Linked DNA regions of Mus musculus: regions 1 and 3 are each linked to region 2. Evidence: chromatin contacts called from public HiChIP or PLAC-seq and promoter capture Hi-C data. All regions are on one chromosome and are shown on one strand. The core of a region is the stretch at or near the end of the contact, and the rest is flanking DNA. Distances in the headings are between cores, read along the strand shown. Region 1 has its middle 150 kb from the start of Gm23950. Region 2 holds the start of Trim32 (tripartite motif-containing 32). Region 3 has its middle 91 kb from the start of Gm23950.

Evidence for each region. Promoter capture Hi-C pulls out the DNA fragments that hold promoters and counts their contacts. HiChIP or PLAC-seq counts read pairs in DNA pulled down with a chosen protein or histone mark.
Region 1: a contact with region 2 is called in a promoter capture Hi-C map of hippocampal neurons, with 5 times the contacts expected there. The contact joins the enhancer-like site here to the promoter of Trim32 in region 2. A contact is called at or near these places in 9 of 39 promoter capture datasets (the 3T3-L1 cell line, cranial neural crest, frontonasal cranial neural crest and 4 more) and 1 of 115 datasets of contacts at active chromatin or transcription factors (stem cell-derived neural progenitor cells).
Region 3: a contact with region 2 is called in an H3K27ac HiChIP or PLAC-seq map of the NIH/3T3 cell line, with 10 times the contacts expected there. The contact joins the enhancer-like site here to the promoter of Trim32 in region 2. A contact is called at or near these places in 17 of 39 promoter capture datasets (the 3T3-L1 cell line, 3T3-L1-derived adipocytes, the C10 cell line and 11 more), 41 of 484 Hi-C or Micro-C datasets (the AML12 cell line, the MC3T3-E1 cell line, MC3T3-E1-derived osteoblasts and 28 more), 10 of 115 datasets of contacts at active chromatin or transcription factors (the NIH/3T3 cell line, cardiomyocytes, embryonic forebrain and 5 more) and 1 of 9 other capture datasets (adipose tissue).

What each region holds. Positions count from the first base shown.
Region 1 is chr4:64,593,774-64,596,804 of GRCm38.p6, reverse strand. No RefSeq gene overlaps it. Among named protein-coding and RNA genes, the nearest start is that of Gm23950, 150 kb to the right of the region's middle. Within about 2 kb of position 1,389, at least 35 of the 459 cell types and tissues checked have an H3K27ac peak or open chromatin away from gene starts, as enhancers often do.
Region 2 is chr4:65,603,687-65,606,522 of GRCm38.p6, reverse strand. Trim32 (tripartite motif-containing 32) reads right to left here and starts at 1,537. Exons shown (of 2, transcript NM_053084.2): 1 at 1,454-1,537. All of the region lies in intron 16 of Astn2 (astrotactin 2), which reads left to right.
Region 3 is chr4:64,534,656-64,537,572 of GRCm38.p6, reverse strand. No RefSeq gene overlaps it. Among named protein-coding and RNA genes, the nearest start is that of Gm23950, 91 kb to the right of the region's middle. Within about 2 kb of position 1,497, at least 15 of the 459 cell types and tissues checked have an H3K27ac peak or open chromatin away from gene starts, as enhancers often do. A contact at or near this core is called in the NIH/3T3 cell line and adipose-derived mesenchymal stem cells, where this site is marked.

The DNA.
Region 1 (3,031 bases), core at 140-2,639, 1.0 Mb after region 2:
GCAATAACTTCCCAACGATCCATTGTCTGGCAGACATGCCTTTAACACTTGAGGTTTTGAAGGACATTTCAGATAGAAACCATAACTGGTTCTCTGTTGCCTGTGGGGACAGTCAAGTTTACTAAACCTGGAACTCCCAAGTGTTTTTCATGTTCTATTGCTTCAGTGTACTCACTGCCCCTGTTATATTAATGATAACCATAAACATGCCTGAGGCAGCTGCCACTAACTGCTTTCCTACAGCTACATTGTGAGGTCTGTATTTTGGCCTTTGGTTTTGTCTATGAGAAACACAGTTTTTGTCCATACCACAGTGTAAGTTTGAGAGGCTCCATGAGCCTCTGTCACACTCTGTCACACCCCCTGGCACATGTCATGCCTTCCTCTGATGGCAGAGAGGACTTGGGTGTAACTGACCATTATATTATTGACTGCATAACAGAAATTCAGATAATTTCAGTAATAAGGCAAGCGTGCAATCTTTTCAATTTTGGAGTTAGATGGTTACAATCACTTGGTCACTCAATAACGTCATTAAAAACTTAGGTTTTTCCTGTCTCCCCCATCGTCCCACTTAGTATAACTTCCTCAAGTAGATTTAAAACATCTATAAAAACTCTGTGGGTAACATGTTGATACCATCAGTGGCTGATAAGAAATTTGGTGGGTTTTATTTCTTCTTAAGAGCAAGGAAACCTTCACTGAAATCTGCCTATTAGTTCTTCTTGTATGTACTTTTGTCCAAAATTATGTTATGTGCCTGTTCCTAAACCAGTCACTGGCAAGGGTAACACAATATCTGTGCCTGGATCACAACAGTATTCCCTCTAATGGAGGGTGTACCCACGCAAAAATCAAAGGGGACTTAGTTTGAAGAAATGGTGAAAATGAGGGGCTATGGTAGGCTGAGCTTCTAACCTTTTTTCAATAAGCCACATCCTTTCCATTTATACAATAATTAATTATTTCTCTGTCTAGTTTCCCTTATTAAATTCAAACCTCCTGGAAGATGGGCTTTTGCTTGATGATGAAAGTTATGTTTCAGATTTCAATACACCTGTTTTGAAATTGAAGCAACAAACTCATACCAGGAGTTTAGCCCGAATTTTCTTGATTTCAACACTCAAAGCCCCATCTACACCCTCAGAAACCCTGAGCAAACCAGCACAATTGGTCACTTCTGTTGAAATCGCATGTGTGCCCGTTAATGCAAATGCTGGGAGTCTACTCACTTAATCCCCCAGTGTTTCATTCAAGAACTACTTCTTGAATGTCCATCGAACACGTGCCAAGCACTATTCAGAAAGTTCTTGTTTTTCTGAACATTCTGACATTGCATTAGCTCTCTCATTTCCCACAATCATGCTGAAAGTGCCCTTGGATGGCCTTGTACATGACCTTCTTCCTGCACCCCATCACTCACAAGCAACGTCAGAGGAAGCCTAGCCACCTGACGAATGGTGCTTGGGAAATCCCCAGGAGTTTTCAGACGCTGTTGCTGGCCTGAAAACCAAAACACCCATAAAAACAGCCAAGGGTCCTGATCTGCTCAGAGAACATGCTGTTCTCTCCTGTTTGTAAGACCATTTCTTGGACAAGCAGCTGCTCTGTTTGCTATATTTGCTGGACTTTTGGCCCTACACAGTCACTATGAGGCAAGGCACATCTCAGACAACGAGCCAGGGAAATGAGGTAATTGTGGCTTTCGATGAATGCTATTTCTGTCTCCTAGGCAATGCTGGCTGGGATATGGAGAACAAGAGGTAGTGTATGTGACACGTTATGGTTCTCTCCACTAAATGGAGATAGATAACACAGGAGTGTGAAAGTCCCCCCTACTAGCCAATTCTCTGAATGATGAATAAATGCAAAGAGGCAACCCTGTTCTCAGTCAAGACCTGCTCCAAGAGGAATATTTCCTTCCCACTGCAGACACTGAGTACAGTGGCCAAAGTGATTCTTTGTAGATTTGACTTCATATAGCCTTATGGAATCTAATCTATGAACCAATCATGGTGTTGGTGTGTGTGTGTGTGTGTGTGTGTGTGTGTGTGCGTGTGCATGCTTTATAAGACCTTTCATAAACAAGAACCAATTATACTGACAGTAAAAAACAGCAAACTGTAAGTCAACATGAAAGAAACCCTGATCACATAAGTGCTATATAAAGGCATGTGTGAGATAAAGTATCTTCCTTACAGCTAGAGATAGTTATATCATTTCTAGGAACTCAATCTGGTACTTCCACAAGTATCAGGTACACACTTGGTATATAGACATTATATGCAAGCAAAACAGGAAATAAACACAAAATAAACAGTAAGTAAACATTTAAAAACAGAAATTTGTCTAGTATGAACTTTCCACAATCTATGGGATCATACATGAGTTAAGAATTATAAAAGGTAGGATTTTGGAATCAGAGTTCTACTGAAGGCTATTGTATTTTCATCTTGGAGACCTTTGGCATCCATTTAATCTTTTCTAGCTTTTTTATGAGCAAACTGGAGATGGATGCTATATGTGACTTTTCACACAGAACTATGAGAAACAAAGCATATGAAGACCATAGCAGAGTGGCTGATGGTCAATACATACAAGCTCTGTAATTGATCATTGCGCATTATAATTGGAAGTTACTATTTATAGACTATCAGCTACTGAGAAGCCTTTTATACTCTATCCTTAAGGAGTAAACTAATCTAGAAACCACTGGTTTCAAATCAGATACTCCTATATTTATAAACATGTCTGCAGGTTGGTTCATAGTGTTATTGCACAACAGTCTTTGTTATCCTGGGAAAGTAACAGTACTGTGTATTATGTACTATTCAGAAAACCTAGTGAAATTTCCTAGCTTCAATTGTGCCTGCAGTTTAGACTTGAGTTCCTTGCTCTGCTTTCTGTATGCCCTGACTTCTATATGTTCCTCTTTACCTACCTTCATTGTTGTTTTTTTTCTTTTCTTTTCATTGCTGAGCAATATAATTCTCTCTTTTACCATCTAGCCTCTAACTTGCCCTAAAGGCAT
Region 2 (2,836 bases), core at 288-2,787:
TTTAGGTAATGGCACAGGCTAAATACTCAGTAGACAGGAGGCTCCGCCTTGTTCCAACCTTGTTTTGTTTCTCACCCAGAACCATTGTCTCTGTGAGCTATAATGGACCTCCTATAAGATAATATTAGGTTGAAGATCATTTTGGCTCATACCTTGGACAGGGAAAAGGCTAGGTAGCAGAAGCCCTTAGGTAGTTCACTGCTTCTTCCCCAAGGCCTATAATATCGGGTCTGTGATGAGGAGGTGGGGGTGGTCAGAGTGGGTATAGTCAGAATACATGCCTGCCTCAGGATTAAAGGGCCTTTAGTTAGTAAGTGAGGAAGAATCTGCCCTTCAAAGAATGTCAAACTCTCCTTCAGGATTTCTGAAGACTGGTGTCTTTATTCCCAAACCCTTACATTCTCCTAAATTCCATTCATTTATACATAGTTTATTTATAAATTACTTTCAGGTCCCTGGGTCTCCAGAAGACCCTCTGGGTTCAGTTATGCCAAGACCAAAACAAAAACAAAAACAAACAAAAACCTCCTAAGAACCTACTCACAAATTTCATTTGGTTTTGAATTCTATAATCTAGTTACAGCATTCACTCCCCACCATTCATTCTCCACAAACCTCATTCTCAACGCTAAATCCCAAATCTATCATTCAACCTTTTAGACTGTATGCTGCAGCCTTGCAATTCACCAATAGCTCTTATGTGTCCCTCATCCCTCCAATACATCCTTTAATCTATTTTCAAATTCCCACATCTATCACCCCTGTATGCCATCTCCAAACTCCAATCCTGTACCTCAGATTTCTGCCCTCCTTCAATCTGATCGCTCATCTGCCCATCATCCCCATCTTGTACTGGGCCACCTCCAACCCCCGCCCCCCACCTCCGCCCCCGTCCTGCCTCACGTGTTGCCTTCAAACCTTTGCTGCGATTTTCTAACTGGGTACTGATTCCCTCGGGAACTCACCCCTCAGTCTTTCCCAGATTCCGCTACAGAAATCCCTTTCTCTTCAGCAATTAGGATCTTCCAAGACCTTGGCTGTTTTGATCTCAGATCTTGCTATCATTACACCGATCTCCTCAAAGCCCCTAAGATTCTGCCCGCCAACACCCAACCTCATCCAGGCCTGCCAAATTCCTTTATGCTTTCTGATATTCTGCACCCAGATACCTCCAGGGACGTCAGATCCTCCCATCTCCCACATGCTGCACCCCGTCTCTCCGCATGGCCCCCACATTACCTCATACCTCCCGACATGCTGCAACTGCAAATTTCCTCAGCCCCTTTGCTCCCCTCCCCCAGCTGCATCTCATCTCCGCCGAATCGCTCCTGAGCCCGTCCCTTCCGAATCCGATCCTGCCACTCCGATCCAGTCCCCAAATCCTGCCATTCAATCTTGGATCCCCGCGACCCACCACAGTCCCTGGTCGCAGACCCTCCTTCCCGCCCCCTACCTGACCGCCCGCAGCTCCGACGCGAGTCCACCGCTGCCAGCCCACCCGCCCGCTGCCTTCTGCGCATGCGCTAGCACGTCCTTCCCATGGCAGTCGCCAATTCGTACAGTCGCCTGCCCGTCAACTTGCCCCGCCTCCCGAGGCATGCTGGGGCTTGTAGGTCTGTGGGCTCAGCGCCCGCGGCCCAGCTGAATAGATAGGGATGGCTCCGGAAACCTAGGCCATTGCAGCTTTCTGCCCCGTTTCAGAGTCTAAACATGGTTAGTCAATGCTAATCCCCCAGTAGTAGTCTCCAGAAAGTTCGGGCACTTTGCAGACAGACGCCTCTTTGAAGAAGACAAGCACACTCCCTTCAAAGAGCTGCAGGTCCCCGGGCTAGGTGTTTCTGCCTGTGACACATCCCAAAGTGGAGTCACTGAACACATGCCCCTTAGGAAAGACGTTTTCTTTGCCAAACAGCGCAGAGGCGGATAGCAGAGGGAGAAACAGGGAAAAGCCTGCATTGAGCCTTGTCAGACGGGAGGTTTTGTGGCCAGGACCTCCTGGTCCTGAAGGTAGTTTGTGGACAGGTAATACCTGCTCCTGAATGCGATAAACACACAGTACTAGTGAGGAATATGAAGGAATCTGAAATATTATGCTCTCATATTTGAAATTCCACCTAGCTGTGTACCCTCTGCACAATGATAAGACAACAAAACAAAAACAGTAATACCTTTAGACACTTTCCGACAGACTACAGACTTTGAAAAGAAGCTGAGACCTAGGGGTTAAAAGGCAAAGTAACCAGTTTCTACCTGTCAGAACCTGGCTTTAATTTCCCAGAATCACTCTTAACTTCATTTTTCTACTTCTTTATCTCAAAATAAAGTTAAGGATTGTTTTGATGAGTTACTAATAACTCAGAAAGGTGGGAAAAGTAAATTTATCCCCTTCCCCCACCTCACTCCCGCCCCTGTCCCACACATCTTGTCCAAGGTTCGGTATACACCTGGCATCGATTTTGATGGAACTCTGAACCAGGCTATTCATTCTCCAACTTGTTTCTCTTCTCAGTGATTCAGGAGTTCTCACATGATTTTATCCCTGGCCGGATTTCCTGATTATACATTCTGAGTACAATTTGATATCTCAGATAATTCTAGAGCCCTGAGCCAACCCAGGCACCCAGAACTCCCAAGGCTTTCCCAGAGAATATGTGACTCAAAGTTCCTTGAAGAAATTATATCTGTGCTGGCAATTCTATGGACTGACCAAATACCTAGAACTGGGAAAGGATAAAACATATTGTAGACACATAGTCAATTTATCTTGGGCTAGCTTTAGTTCTCTTAATGGCCATTTATTAACAACCTATGACTCTGGCCTAACAATCTTCTGACT
Region 3 (2,917 bases), core at 248-2,747, 1.1 Mb after region 2:
AGTGTTTCAACTGTTGACAGGAATGACAGCCATTCTTGAAGGGGGAAGAGGAAAAGGATACAGAGCTGAGCAGGCTTTCTGGGAAAGGTGACACTTGAGCTTGGCCAGAGAGTGCATGCAAGACTACTCAGGGACACAGGTGAAAGAACAGAAAGTTCGAGGAAAGCAGGGACTCCCCCAGCTCACCCTAGCTTCATTCTTCATGAGCTTCCAATCTCATAGTCCAAAGCATCACCCTCCCCCTTCAGAACCAGCAGCCACATTGACCACAGCCCCCCCCCCCCCAGGTATTATTTAAAGTGCTTTGAGCTCACTAGGTTCTCTGCAAAAAGATTATGGAGGTAGATAGTGTCTCAATTTCTGTGGAGCTGGAAACAAGATCATAGGTATGCACTTGATCCATACATAGGTCTAATATGCCAAGTCTAGTTAGTGGCTCAAGTTGACTACAGCTTTTGTCAAATGATTTAAAAGTTCCAAAAAGCAACAGGGCCAAGAAAGTAAGGGGTTAGTCTGGAGGACTATGCACACGCACCATAATATGCTTGATGAAACAGATCCTTTGTCTGCTAGCATCTGAGTCCAGAGGAAAAGGGTGTGTGTGTGTGTGTGTGTGTGTGTGTGTGTGTGTGTGTGTGTAGTTTCATATGCCAAGAATTCACATTATTTATATTACACAGTGTTATTTGCCTCCATTCTCTCTGCACATGTTCTCAAGATACTGATAAACAATGGCCTATTCTCTCCATTTTGTGAATGAAACACTAAATTTTATGTAGTCTGGTACTTATTTGCATTAAAGGAACCACACACATCGAGTTATGCTCACTAAGATAGGATATCGATATAAACATTGAGTGGATGCTGTCTGACACTGAGAATACTGGCAGTGTGTGGTAGTTTTGGGGACCAGATTAGACACAGGAGGAAAATCTCTGTGAACAGTCAGGGGAAGCAATGTTGTTGGTTATTACATAGCAATTTGCTGGGCACATCCTCAGCATGACTGAATAGCCCCTTTACCCTGAGGCCCACTCTCTTTGTTTATTAAATTAATGATGAATAAAAGCTTCAGTCTTTGTCTATCAGCCTAGGGGATTCATTAGTTATAAAATGAATGTGCTCACCTCAAGTTTTGTTTTCATTGTATTCATTACGTGTCTTCTGAACCCTAGCTTCACTGGAATGTGATTTGTATCCCTGCAAGATCCCTTAAAGCCTTCTACTTTGCTGGGAGCAGGCAGTTCAGAAACAAAACAAAAATAAGGAGAGAGGGAAAAAAAGGAAAGAAAAAAAAACCTTGGAAGTCTATTTCCCTCCCCCCCCCCTTCTTTTTCCTTTCTTTCCAACCCCTCCTCTAGAGAACACCAGAGAAATAAAAATAAAACTGTAATTAAGAAAAGGACTAAGAATAAATTCCACGCATTTAACCAGAGTTCCATCTCTGAACCCAGGAGGATTGGTGCATAGCTGTGGTTGTGCGAGAGGAAGCGTGCAGGGAACTCATGCTGTGCTTTCAACACAGATACAGCTCATGAGGAATAGTTTATCACTTAAACCATCTCCTTAATTCTGCAGAGTAAAGTCAAGACCTCAGAGAAGTCTCAGATACCACCACTGTGGCCACTGGGGTCTCCCATTTCTGGAGTCCCTCTGGCCCAAATAGCTCAGAGCAAATCACAAACATTTATGGACGGAACCCCATGACCCACCCCACCCCCCAAGTGAATATTTTAATATCCCATTCGGCAAAGGGCAGAATGGTAACACAGAGAAGTTCAAGGCTCTTGGCTGCTTGCCATGCAGAGAAAAGTGAGTAGTGGCTGGATTCTGAAAGCAACGAATGGCCAGGTGTGTGGTGGATTATTCCAGCCATGTGCTGAAGAGTGCTGGGCTGTAAGTCAGAAGACCTGGTTTCTGACCCTGGCTCTGTCACTTACTCTCTGGGGAATTTCTTCTCTCTGTGCCTTAATGTCTTCCCCTATAAAACAAAAACCCAACTAGAAGACTGTAAATTCTCTTTTACCTCCAAAAGAGATGAAGGTCTATGTCCAGGAATCCAGGAGACTGGGCAGACTTCTTTATCCTAACTCCTAAGCATGGCATATGCCATCTTTCATAATGAAGCCCTTTGTAACTGAGAAAAGTTGTCTTTTCATTCATTGGGTCTTCCTCCAGGTTCTCTTCTCAAATTCTTTCCAGCTCCACTTTGGAGAACACTTAGTAAATATCTACTAAATTAGTAGAAGTTGTACAGCTGAGTCCTTAGTTCATCTCTGCCTTCCCCTGACCGGAGGGGTCTTGAGGGGCAGAGTTAGGAAAGATTTGGGACACTTTATATACTTGGATAGATTTTAAACTGTAAACAGCTATCAACATGTGGCTTTTCTATGTCATCTACTTTAATTTTTGACAATACCCTTCCAGTTTGGTCTTGATGTACCACACTAATTCTAAGCACTATAATTCTTAGCAACTTATTATCCATCACCTACCATTTGCTAAAGATAATAACAGGATCTAGAGTTACAAAGATGCTTAAGATTTAATTCTTTTCCCGAGGGGCATTCTGTGTCATGGGGAATCAGGCAAGGAGGAAGGTAACTGTAACACATTGCTGTTACTGCAATGAAAGATGATAGATGGGGCTGAGAAGATAGTTTAGTTTGGAGAGTGTTTGTCAAGCATTCATAAGACCATGGTTTAGTCTCTTGCACAGAATCTACCTAGTGTGGCAGTACACATCTGTAATCCCAACACCAGGAACATGGAGGCAGGACAACCAGGATTTAGGATACCTAAAATTCAAAGATGGACTGGACTTCAGGAGCCTCTGTCTCAAATCAAACAAGACAAATAAGTATAGGAAACTAAAAATTTTCAGAAACGAAGTGAAGTTATGCATAATGATTTTTAG